2 separate regions of the Hordeum vulgare genome follow, and region 1 is linked to region 2. Evidence: chromatin contacts called from public Hi-C data. All regions are on one chromosome and are shown on one strand. Each heading gives the region's core, a stretch centred on a gene start, on an enhancer-like site or on the middle of the called end of the contact. The rest is flanking DNA. Distances are from core to core; before and after follow the strand shown.

The links. A called contact is a pair of places that touch in the nucleus more often than the background predicts.
Region 1: a contact with region 2 is called in a Hi-C map of leaf, with 6 times the contacts expected there. The contact joins two enhancer-like sites. A contact is called at or near these places in 1 of 6 Hi-C or Micro-C datasets (leaf) and 1 of 1 datasets of contacts at active chromatin or transcription factors (embryo).

What each region holds. Positions count from the first base shown.
Region 1 is chr7H:557,327,488-557,334,068 of MorexV3_pseudomolecules_assembly, forward strand. No RefSeq gene overlaps it. Among protein-coding and RNA genes, the nearest start is that of LOC123409780, 9.4 kb to the right of the region's middle. Within about 2 kb of position 1,979, at least 2 of the 3 cell types and tissues checked have open chromatin away from gene starts, as enhancers often do. A contact at or near this core is called in leaf, where this site is marked.
Region 2 is chr7H:557,008,393-557,014,067 of MorexV3_pseudomolecules_assembly, forward strand. No RefSeq gene overlaps it. Among protein-coding and RNA genes, the nearest start is that of LOC123410590, 35 kb to the right of the region's middle. Within about 2 kb of position 1,304, at least 2 of the 3 cell types and tissues checked have open chromatin away from gene starts, as enhancers often do. A contact at or near this core is called in leaf, where this site is marked.

The sequences.
Region 1 (6,581 bases), core at 729-3,228, 320 kb after region 2:
TAAAGGATGAACCTAGAAATCCATTTGAAATCATGCATCACTTTTCCAAGCAATTGCCAAAATAAAATGAAAATAAGAAGAAAAAATACATTGTGGGTATTTCCTTGAGAATGTCACCGACACTCTTGTACCATCTGAATTAACCACCTCCTCCACTGTTGGAGGTGAAGCGGGTGGTGGAGCAACAACATGAGACCCAGTAGTATTCGCTGACACCATGACACGTGATACGTCTGCAACGTATCAATAATTTATGAAGTATTCATGCCATGTTTTTCTAAGTACTACATGGTTTTGGTGCACTTTTATATAATTTTTATGGACTAACCTATTAACTTAGTGTCCACTGCGAGCTCTTGTATTTGGCTATTTTTTGTTTCGTAGAAAACCCATACCAAACAAAGTCCAAATACCATGAAAATTTACGGTGATTCTTTTTGAAACATAAGAGACCCCGAAGCTATGAGGAAGGACTAGAAGACCGACGTGGGAGTCAAGAGCTCACCCCCGTGCGCCCTTGTAGGTAGGGAGTGCCACGCGAGCTCGTGGGTCCCATGAAACTCCGATTGGCATGAAACCAACGCTGAAAATTCTTATAAATCGGAAAACCCCTAGAAATAGACCTAGAACTTTTGCTCCGCCACCGCAAGCCTCTGTTCCGAATCGATCTCATCCATAGCCATTTTTTGGCACCCTTCCGGAGGAGAAAATCATCATTGGAGGCCATTTTCATCGTTCTGGTGGTCTCCATGGTGAGGAGGGAGTAATTCATCCTCGGGGTTGAGAATATGTACCAATAACTATGTGTTTGATCTCTCTCTCTCCCTCACTTCCTCCCTCACTCCCTCTCCCTCTCTCTCTCTATCTCTCTATCCCTCCATCGCTCTCCCCCTCTCTCCCTCCCCCTCTCCCTCTCTCTCTCCCTCTCCCTCCCTCCCTCTCTCCCTCTCTCTCTCTCCCTCCCTCCCTCCCTCTCTCCCTCTCTCTCTCTCCTGGTCACAACAATAGTTTTAGTATTGTAATCGTGTGAATGGAAAATTCTACTGGTCGCAAGCAGGACGAGAAATCCACTAGAATGTACTACAGATGTATACTTCCTTTATACGTAAATAATTGTTGTTGAGCAGAACTAGACTAGTTTTTTTCAATAATAATTATTTAGGTACAGAATGAATAGTATTTAACTTCAAATAGCAAACCTCGACATGAGCTTGAAGGCAACCAAAAGTTCAGGTGAGGGCACCCGTGGATGGATAACGTAAGCTTTTGCTTAGTTTAGTGTCGTGTGTGGCCCAGAAAGGCTGAAAGGCACTCGATTAAAACAGGAGAAAGGCCTGCTCTCCTCAGCTTCCATAAACGGGCGCTGGTGGGTCGACGCCGTCACCGGCTAACCTCCTCCAGAAATGGGTGTTGCAAGTGCATGTTCCCTTTCCATCTTCTGCTCTGATCATCGGTGCGGTTGGTTGGGCGTGCGTGTGACTATGCTCCAACTCTTTGCCAGCACCATCGGTGGCCTTATCGCTTCTCCCCCGTTCTTCTTTTCAGCTCCTACATTTAAATTTTGTACCCAAAACGCATGTCCTTCTGTCTGTGTTTCCTATACCACTCCCTCCGTTTAAAAATAGTTGAAGTTGTAGGACTCATCAAGTTTTATTTACTTGAAGAAACAAATCATAGAACTTCAATTATTTTGAAGTGAAGGTAGTAGCATTTTGCAATTCCTCCAGTCATCGACGACAGAGCCTGCATCAGCATGCCCTACTGTTAAGTGATAAACTTGGCCTTTACAACAAGACCGATCAATCCCCTTCCTTAATCGCCAGCGACGAGGACCACGGCCGATACAGTACACGCACTTCTTCCTTGGAAACGAAAACAACGACGTCCAGCGCCCGTGCGGGTTCAGAGGTACGTAGGAACGAAGCGCGGCCACGGACTCTTCCGTAAGAGGAAACCAAAGCCGCCAAAGGGTCGGCGTCAGCAATCAACAGTCGATCTGGTTAGTTGGGTGCTGGCGCACATTGGAGCGTCAGAATCCGTTGAGCTAGCCCTGGTTGGCGATTTGTGCTTACCATCCTACGCGCTGGTGTGGCCACATGATCTGCACCTGTAGCCGACATGGGAAGAGGTTGCAGAGGAAGAGTAGAAGATGATCCGATGCGATGCGAGCACGAGCACAGCTTGCCGACCGCTGGGAGAAGCTCTCCACTGCCAACCCTGCGCCTGACATCAATGACACTGTCAACATGTCCATTTCTGACAACCAGTCCTACTTACACCTTTACACCCGCAACCAAATCAATTCCCGTCCTTGGTTCAACCTGAAGCGACAAGGACCGCCACGGCTGATAAAGCCTAAGCACGAGCTTTCTTCCTTCCAAACAACGATGCCCAACGCATGAATTCAGAAAGTAGAGCAGGAAAAGAGGCTCACCATAAATATGACGGGAAAGGTCGGTGTGAGCAATGAGGAGCAGTTCATTCAGTAAGTAGAGTCAGGTTAGTTGGAAGTTGGGACGCCATCACACGTGTTCACTCAAGCATGGGAATTTCGTTAGCTCGGCGTCTGCGTAAAATACACCAGCACCACTACAAGCAAAATGAGTCATTAATCCGTTACAGAGTTTTCTAACATAATATAGACACGAGCGTTCATATACACGCGCATACACTTATTTCTATGAACAAGCATACACTTATCCCTATGAACGAACACACGCAAATTCTATCCCTATGAACACCTTCGATAGACTGAACTGGCATATCATCTTGAGATTTACGAAGCCATCGTAGACGCCTCGTCGTCGACGGGATCGTCTCCTCCCACTGAAAGCATATCGTCAGAAATTCTGAAATAAATCCAAAAATAATGCATGCCTAGGAGTTGAACCCTCGTGGGTTGGGGATATCACTATCTATACTTCTATACTACTATAAAACAATCGAACAAGAATTACACTGCAAGACACCCCATCAAACGCCCCACAAAAAACAACAACCAATCAGCACCTCACGATTAATCCCACAGATCTTAATCTAACAGCCGTCATTAATTCACCGTCTGCTGGGTGGACTTAGCAATTACAATTGGCTGAACATACTCCACCAACCAAACTGGAACTGCTCCCGCGTCCTCCTCCCCCTCGCCATCGCCTCCGCGTCCAACTCCCCCTCCCCGTCCGCCTCCTCCTCCCCCTCCCCGTCCGCCTCCTCCTCCCCCTCCCCGTCCGCCTCCCCCTCATCCCGATCTGGAACTGCTCCCGCAAGCCCTCCCCCCGCTCACCCCGATCGCCCGCCGCTCCTACTCGCCCCCGCGCGCCGCTCCCGCTCGCCCAGCTGCCGCGACCCCTCCCCCCGCTCACCCCGATCGCCCGCCGCTCCTACTCGCCCCCGCGCGCCGCTCCCGCTCGCCCAGCTGCCGCGACCCCTCCCCCCGCTCCCCGCCCCCGAGCCGCCCTCCTCTCCCGACCCGCCGCCGCGACCCTCCTCTCCCGTCGCCGAGTACCGCCACCGTTGGCCCCGCGCCACCGCCGCCCTCCTCTCCCGCCCTGCCATCGCCGCCCTCCGCTTCCGCTCGCCCCGCACCGCTCCCCACGCCCTGCCGCGCCCTGCTGCGCTCGCCCCGCGCCGCACCCCGCTCTCCCCGCCCCGCGCCGCGCCCCGCTTCGCCGCCGCCCCCCGTGCCGCGCCACCGCTGCCCTCCTCTCAGCGCCGATCCCGCTTGCCCCGCGTCGCACCCTGCTCTCCCCGCGCCGCGCCCCGCTTGGCCGCCGCCGCCCCCGTGCCGCTCCCCGCTCGCCCTGCTCGGCCATCCAGGTACCTTTGTTTCTTGCCTTTCTTAAACTTTTTTATTTAATTAGCAGTGTTCTTAATATCTTGTATCATATACTTGCTCCTAATTATCAAGATTGTTATTCTGCTTGTACATGATGAGCCATTCTTCTGAGAAACTACTCGTGTAAGCATATGCCTTTGTACAAGTTTTGTTGTTGATTTCTATGTACAAGTTTTGTTGTTTGGGCCGATCTATGCGCCACTGAAGTTTGGCACTAAATTTGGGGTTGTGCTGTCGGATCATGGCAGGGATGGTCCTTTGTTCTTCATGAATCGGTCTGCCGGTAAAGGTGATCATGAGGAGAGCTTCTGCAGTGAAGTCGATGAAAATGAGATGGTCAATTAGGGGAGGAAGCCTGCGTGGGTAGATGACGAGGAGGAGCAGACTGTGGTGGACATCTTAAAGGTTGCAAGATTGAGGAAGTTGAGAAAGGAGGCTGATGAGCGTGTGATCTCGGGCAGAGAGTGTGAAGCTAGGTTGCACGGTCACCATGCCAAGTTGAACCCCTTCACTGGCTGGGAAGATATGGACCGTAAAGCTCCTCTCCCTGGGGTGTACGATGATGAATCCGGTGAGGATAGCGGAGTCGACAATATTCTTCGATGTGCTTGTTGTCAAGGGTACTGCTAAGCTTCTGCCTGGCATATTGGACTTCTCAAGGCTTGTTGATGCTTGATGGTAATGCGCAAGAGCCATCCAGTGGCCCTATCAATTTCGTGCAGTTTCACAGGAATGGACTGCTGATGCTTGATGCAGGCCTGGATAAACGTCTAAGATTTTTCCAGATGGACGGTAAGAGAAACCCCAAGATCCAGAGCATATTCGTTGAGGATTGTCCTGTTCACTGGGCATCATTTCTACCTGGTGGCTCTGAATTGTCCTGTTCACTGTTACTAGAATTGATCCAACATGGGCTACTCCGATGGGTCGAGCTCCTCCTCTACTGGGTTCAACCGGAAGGGCAAGGGGATGCTGCCCCCCAAGGTCATTCCTTCCCCTCCAAGCTCTGCAGGCAGCAACAGCTCCTCCACCCCTTCCCTCGACTACGCCACGACACTGAAAGCCGAGGCCTTCGGAGGCGGGGAGTCGAGCTCTGCGGTGGGCGGCAGCAAGGGGCAGGTGACATGGAGCGACCCTGTGGCGGCGGAGACGAGGGAGGTGCCCAACTCGGCGGGGTATCCATTCTACCCCAAGATGGTCTCCAGGCAGCGAATGGTGAAAGAACAGGGGCCCGTCGACAAGGAGAAGAGCCTATGGGCACAACAGGTGATGGCCTTTTGCAATACTAATTAGTAATAATATTGATGTTGTTAGCTTCTGGATATGTAACTGACAATCTCCCACCATTGCTGCATGTTACACTAAATGACCAGCGTCTATTACCCCTGATTTTCTGCTGCATGTCAACTTTGTTCTTCATAACTAATGTTCGGCCCAAAAGGCGAAAACTGCAGAGTGATATTGTTAAACTTTTAAATAGCATACATATTTCCCTTGTGCCAGACCTGTAAATCATAAAATTGCTGTAGTTTTGTATGGTTGTATCTTTATACATAATTAGTACTTCCTCCGTCCCAAAATTAGACGCTCGCAGATTTTATGTTGTTAAACTGTTAAATAGCATATAGTGTGTGAGATCGATCCATCAGTCTATGTTTTTTAGATGGTAGCGCACACTGCCAGTCCGGGCCAGAGGTACTTTGTGACTCCCTGATGCACATGCATCAGAGTAAATGATTTTGTTTAGTGCTAACTAGGAGCTATAATCTGCATCTGCATGAGGTAATACAAGTAGCGGTGCATCAGGGTGAAGATAATTTGTTGCAGGCTAGCGATCGATCCCTCAAGTTCTGCCAGAGCAGCCCACGTACATTGTTCACCACACAGGCGCTGGCGCAGACGCAGACGCACGGCTCCACGAATCCACAGACCAAAGTGTAGCTGAGGCATGCTGCAGTAGACGGAAGCAACATACATCGTTTGTATGCTCTCTTTCTCTTATCCTTTTGACTTTAGAAATCAATCTAGATTTAGTTTATTCTTTGTGTTAATCGGATCAGTTCTCAGCTTTTTAAACTCTACTGGGTCTGATGTGTCATACACGAAGGGTATTGAAGATATCTGCACAATATATGTGAGTTAGTGACCACTTGATTACATATAGTCCATATGCTAATTATATATATTGTTTCTCAGCCTATAAGAAATACAAATACAGTGCTATGGAGTTCTCAACTTAAAGAAAGGGAATTATGGGAAGTTGGAGGGGAGAAGATATTGGACATTTTCTCACTTTGATGTGCATGATGTGAAAAACTAGATTGAAAATTAATGCTAAATTATGTTGGATTTCGGTAGAGTTGAATACATACTGATAGAGAAAATTGAGGTAAAACCTAACATGGTTCCTGTTGTATAAATAATATTTGACTATCTTTTACAGGTTTAGAATTTAGAGCACTTAATTTGATTTATATATAGTGATACATTGTAATGATTTAGAAAGGCGACCTACTTTCATGTTAACTTACATGTTCTTTGCTATTCGATATAATTTTTTATCTTCCTATTGTTCTATTAATTGATTCATCTATGGTTGTGCTCTTGTTACAAGGTCGTCCACCAAGTCCCGAGAGAACCACTAAGATCTGGAAAATTGTTTTAGAGAATTTGTTTGGAGGTACATAATGAAACCTCATAAGTTCTACTTTGCTGATTCTTTCACAAAATTGTTTCGTTACTAATG
Region 2 (5,675 bases), core at 54-2,553:
AATCCTCAAGAACATTTTAAAATTCATGAACTTTTTTCAGGTTTTTTGTTTTTTAAGGAATCAATGGTTGACTGGTTAACATTCGTCCAGCCAACCAGGTGGAGCGAGCAAGCGATTTTTGCGTCCCGTTTGAATCGATCAAGTTGAGTTGGGCTGGCAGGCCAGAGCCACCCTTCGAGCGCCAGAACTCTAAACCGTCGCTGAGAGCGCCGGTTAGGAGGTGTCCCAAGTGTCGTCCACTCGGATGGGCCTAGCCAAGATCACACTTAGGAGGTGTTTGGTTGATCAAGAGGTAACGCAAACGCAAAGGGAAAGAGGTGCCGCCGGAATCAGAGATGTAACAGCACAATCACTGTTTTGTTTGGCCCCTACCCGGATCGTTTTCAGTTTACTTGACAGCGTTTGGCTTGGCACTATAACTTGAAATCTATGTACAGAACATGTTCTTCACCAACACTGCAACGATTTGGAGAGGATCGTGGAGTCGTCCAGGCTAAGGGATGGTCCTCTTGTCGTCCTTGCGTCCATCCTTGTCAGCGTCGACGAGGCTACTCATCGAGATCCAGGTCGTGGAACGAGCCGTGGCGGCCCGCATGGCGAGAGATGGTGGCGCTGGCCGGTGGCACGGACGAGACGGAGGGGATCGTTAGCAGGCGTAGTGATTGTAAGGAGGCAGAGGAACGGCGGGGCGGACTGACGGCCGGCTATGGACGAGGAGGCGGAGGGGTCGTGGGGAGCAAGTGAAGGGGATCCGACTGGTAAGGCAATATGATGTCGGTGGGGGACGAGCGGTATCAAGGATAAACATGATGGGACTCGTTTACGATGGTAGTCGATTACGATGCAGCGTTACCAAACGCACGCAGTGTTTTGGGATTACGCTGTAATCGGGTGACGGACTAAAATCATCCAACCGAACACCTCCTTAGAGGCAGGTCGACATGCTGGCGAAGAAGGCACCGGTTAGAGCTGCATGAACCCCTAAAAATAAGCTACTTCCTCTTCTTTTAATATATTTTTATTATAATCTGCATATAAAATAAAATAAGTAAATTTATATTTAAAATATGCCTACAATCATCCGTATGTAGTCTTTAATGCAATTTGTATAAAAAATTATATTTAAAAATGAAGGGAGTAAAAAAGGAAATGAAATCCCTTCATGCCGCACAATGATGGAGGCCCCCGGCCTCAGATGTTTTCTGGTCGAGTTAATGAGCTCGTGGATCACTTCCACCGTCGCTGGTCAGCACGGTGCGTTGCCCAAGGAGGAGTGAGGCTTCCCCGGCCTGTCTTTCCATCGCCAGCGACGCGAGCACTGTTCTGGGCCTCACGATCTTTGCCCGCGTCGCCTGAGACCGGTCTGACGCGCGGCGCGTTAAAAATGTGTTTACAGCGTGTTGATTGTTTGTTTTGCCGCGGCGAAAAGCGTTAGTTTCAGCGTAACTTCAACAGACGCGCTAAAATGCAGCGCGCGCTCTCGCACAAACAACATATACGTTTCAAACACAAGCAGAATGATCAAACACAAACAAAATAAATAAAAAAATAGTTCAATTTCGTTATTACAACTCAAACAGATAGTTTATCTTTTAATAGAACAAACAGTTCAACAATACAACAAATAGTTCAATAATACAACATCAAACGCACAAATCATGATGCTCTTTGTCGGCTATTTCATACCCATCACTCCTCAATGAGATCTTTCTGAAGATCATCATATGTTTCGACACATCAAATGGCATGATAGAAGGCAACAAAACGGATCACCCTTTCAGCCCTCCGCCGCACTCGCACGGGATGTCCCAAGAGCTCATAGTGAAAGTAGTCTAAATTTTGGCCATGCTCATTCTCGATGATCATGTTGTGCATGATCACACAAGCGTGCATGATGTACCAAAGCATCTTTTGATCCAAAAATCTAGTCGGTCCTCTCGCAATAGCAAATTGGCTTGCAAAATCTCTAAAGCTCTCTCCACATCTTTTCTAGCCGCGGCCTGAGCATTGTGGAAATCAAGATTTTTCTTACCTTTTGGTTTTTTCAACGGCTTCACAAATGTTTGCCACATTGGGTAGATGTCATCCGCAAGATAGTAGACATAGTTATATGTACGACCATTTGCTACAAACTGCACCGGTGACGGTTCACCATTTGCAATCTTATTCATCAGTGGTGACCGGTTGACAACGTTGATGTCATTCAAAGATCCAGGCATTCCAAAAAGGCATGCCAAATACAAGTCTCTTGATCGGCCATCGCTTCAAGGATTATAGTGGAACCCTTTTTTTGTTGTGAAATTGCCCATGCCATGCCTTACGACAATTCTTCCGACTCCAATGCATGCAATATATTGAGCCAATCATAGTTGGGAAGCCGCGAGCTTTGTTCATCTCCAATAGCCTTGCGGCGTCTTCAACATTGGGAGATCTCAAATACTCTTGCCAAACACTTGCACAATTTCAACTGCAAAGCGCTTGACACGCATGATGGCTTGACTCTCAGCCATGGCCAAGTGATCATCAACTAAACCAGCGGGGATACCGTATGCCAACATTCGCAAAGCGGCTGTCACCTTCTGAAAGGTGCTACGCCCGAGCTCTCCGACGGCATTCCTCCTTTGCTGAAAAAATTGGTCATGACTCGCTAGTTTCTCTGCAATGCGTGTGAACAACTCGGTGCTCATCCTAAACCGGCGCCGGAAGTACGACTCGGGGTACAGGGGATTATCCGCAAAATAGTGCTTGATCAATCTGTTGTGGTCATCGATCCTATCCCTCCAAATTTTCTACCGACCCATAACCGAACCACCGTGCTTCGGTTTTTACTGATGTGCATAGCTAGGATCATTGCAAGAGCCTCCTCCTCTTCCATATCAAATTCTTCTTCGGAAGAATCATATGACGAACTCATCTACAATGTTCAATTTAAACTAGGCTATAAAAACTACAAACAACATGCACCAAATTCATGTAAAAAATGTGAAGTTTCGTCGAACACCTTGCGGGCGCCGGGCGGTCAGACGCTGGTCGTCGAAGGACTGCCGCGTGCGAGGGGCGGCGATGACTAGAGGAAGACGGAGGAAGCAGCGGCGGCGCGGGGATAGGCCGGGGAAGCGCCGGAACGGTCGCCGAAAGAAATGGAGTGACGCAGACGGCGACGGCGCCAGCACGTGTATGAGGTAGGTGGAGCTGCGAGCGAACGCTCGAGTGTCGAGCCCACGAAACGGGCGTAGCAAATAAATGACGCACGATGACGTTTCGACCCCCGCGCTAAACTAGTTATGCCCCGCGTGCGGTTTTTACGCCTTCACTAAAACGCCCAAAGTGGTAACGCGCGCAAAAAACATTAATTTTACAGCGCGGCGTTTATATAGCACGTCAATTTTACAGCGCGGCGTTTATATAGCACGTCTGTTAAAGTTGGTCCGACTGCCGGTACGACGCACAATCTGTCGTTCAATAAAGTTCGTGGCCAACCTAAATATAAGACACATGGCTTTTGAGTTTAAAGCAGTTTTAAGATTAAGACATGAAGCATTTTCAGCATTGTCTGCAGGTGCAGCTTGCAGACAGATATACAAAGCCACTTGTTGCTGAGATGCTCCCTCTTTCATCTGATGCTCAAAGCTGCGGGCACGTCCATGATTTTGCCTCCGCTGCTAATCGGTCTAGTAATACCACCAAATGGTGCTCCTGGCCGAATGGGGTTTATGGTTTACCAGGCCTATCATGTCAACTAATGTACTACAAGTACTCATGATGACCATTTCTGTATAATCCAAATGAGCTTGGCTGCGGCACAGCCTTTGCGCGTTCGACAGACAGACGAGACGGCAGCGACAGGCGGCGGAGACGAAAAGTTCACTTTTGTCCACTCTACACGCTTGTGCGCAGCGTGCAGCCATGCATCGGTCATGCCGTGCATTGTTTATCTCGTGGCCGACTAGCACGCACGCACGCACGCATATACAATGGCCAGGCCGGCAGCAGGTGGATCGACTCGACCGAGTTCAGAAGTATCTACTGGATATCTCTTCTTTCGAAAATTGACCCCTCTGTTTTTTATGTTTAGATAAGATATTGATGTACAGGAGCGATCGACAGCTCATGCACATCTAGGTTTTAGCTAGGTGCATATTCTGGAATTGGCATACGAGCTGTCGATCCGCAGCTCGTTTCCAGATCCTAGAGTCTAGTATACAGTAATCCTTAGAACAGTATACTTGCTCTGCTGTATAATTATATCAGATCCTTCGAAAAGCCTTGAAGCTTTCGCTTCATCACCAACTCTAAAGCCACGCGATCTTAAATGGATGCCCGTTTGATTCGAATTTGATCCGTTTAGGATGAAAAACCAGACACGGATGTTCGAACCGGGCCGGCCTCGCGGCGAGGCACCCAACGCATGACACCCACCTCAACTTGTATGTGGTGGCAGTAGAAAAAAAGCATGTAAAAATTAAAACGAGACATTGTAAAATAGCTGAAAACATAAAACAACTTATTTAAAAGTCCGCCGTCCTCATGGCCCAACCACACTACTTAGTTGAAATTAACAAAAAACAAAAGCAAAAAATGCATCTGCCCCGCGCGCCGCAGAAGCGCTCGTCGTTCCCGACGATGCGGTCGGAGCCGCCATCTTCACGCGCTACCATCCTCGTCGTCGCTCGGCAGGTTGATGTAGGGTGAGGGCAACCAGAGGTGCAGCGGCGACACTTGATTGGGCCGGCCGCCTATTATGCAGGCGGTGAGGGCCGGGAGGGGGGGGGGGGGGTTAACCACGACGCTCATGCATGCTCCTTCGCGGGCTCCTCCCTCACCTCTTGCTTGACATCCAACTCAGGGGCGTACATGTCCTCGAAGACCGACAAGTACAACATCTCCCGCAGGCCCTCCCACTCCTTCTCCTGCTGGCACCTACACTCTCTCTCGGAGTCCTCCATGACGGTTTGTAGGAGCCGCTCCTCCTCCTCGCCATCACGGCAGGAGGTTGCGGGGGTGGCGACGATGGAGAGGGAGATGACATCAGCTTTAGTTCGCGGACCCGCGTGCGTCCGCACACTCTTGGCGGGCTCGTGTCGCGCGCACGAGGCTCGGGCCGCGCACTTTGGGACACATGGGGCGGGTTACAACCATGGTCGGCAAAAAAGGTTTGCCGGCGCATGTTGTGCTCTTCGTGAAACCATGTGTCCCAAAGTGGCGTGTCCATGGCGTGTGTGCGATCGGCGAGGAGTTGACGCGGAATCATGGCATGACGACACATGGTCTCCTGAAGGCGAGCACAGTCTGTCGTCGGCACGGGGAGAATGGGCACCCAATCCGGGCTCAGCTGCCACCCGTTGGGGAGGTGGACATCTGACCACGATAGTGGGCCGCCGGTCTCCTAGTACTGGCGGCACACCGCAACCTTGACGGACAACTGAAAGCGTGGCGCGACCGTCGGAGGGGAGATGGAGCAGGACGCTGGAGAGGTCGAGTGGTTGGCCGTGCTACTAGACGAGGCGGACGACGAGCCAGGGTCGTGGTAGTGCTTGGTCTTCTTTTCGGCGTGCCACTTCGAGAACCCCATGGCTGGCGGGGAGCAAGGTGGACGGTCGCTGGAGTTTCGGTGTCTCTGATGGAGGGGACAGTGATGGGGCAGTGGATGGGGATGGAGAACTGGAAGTGGCAAT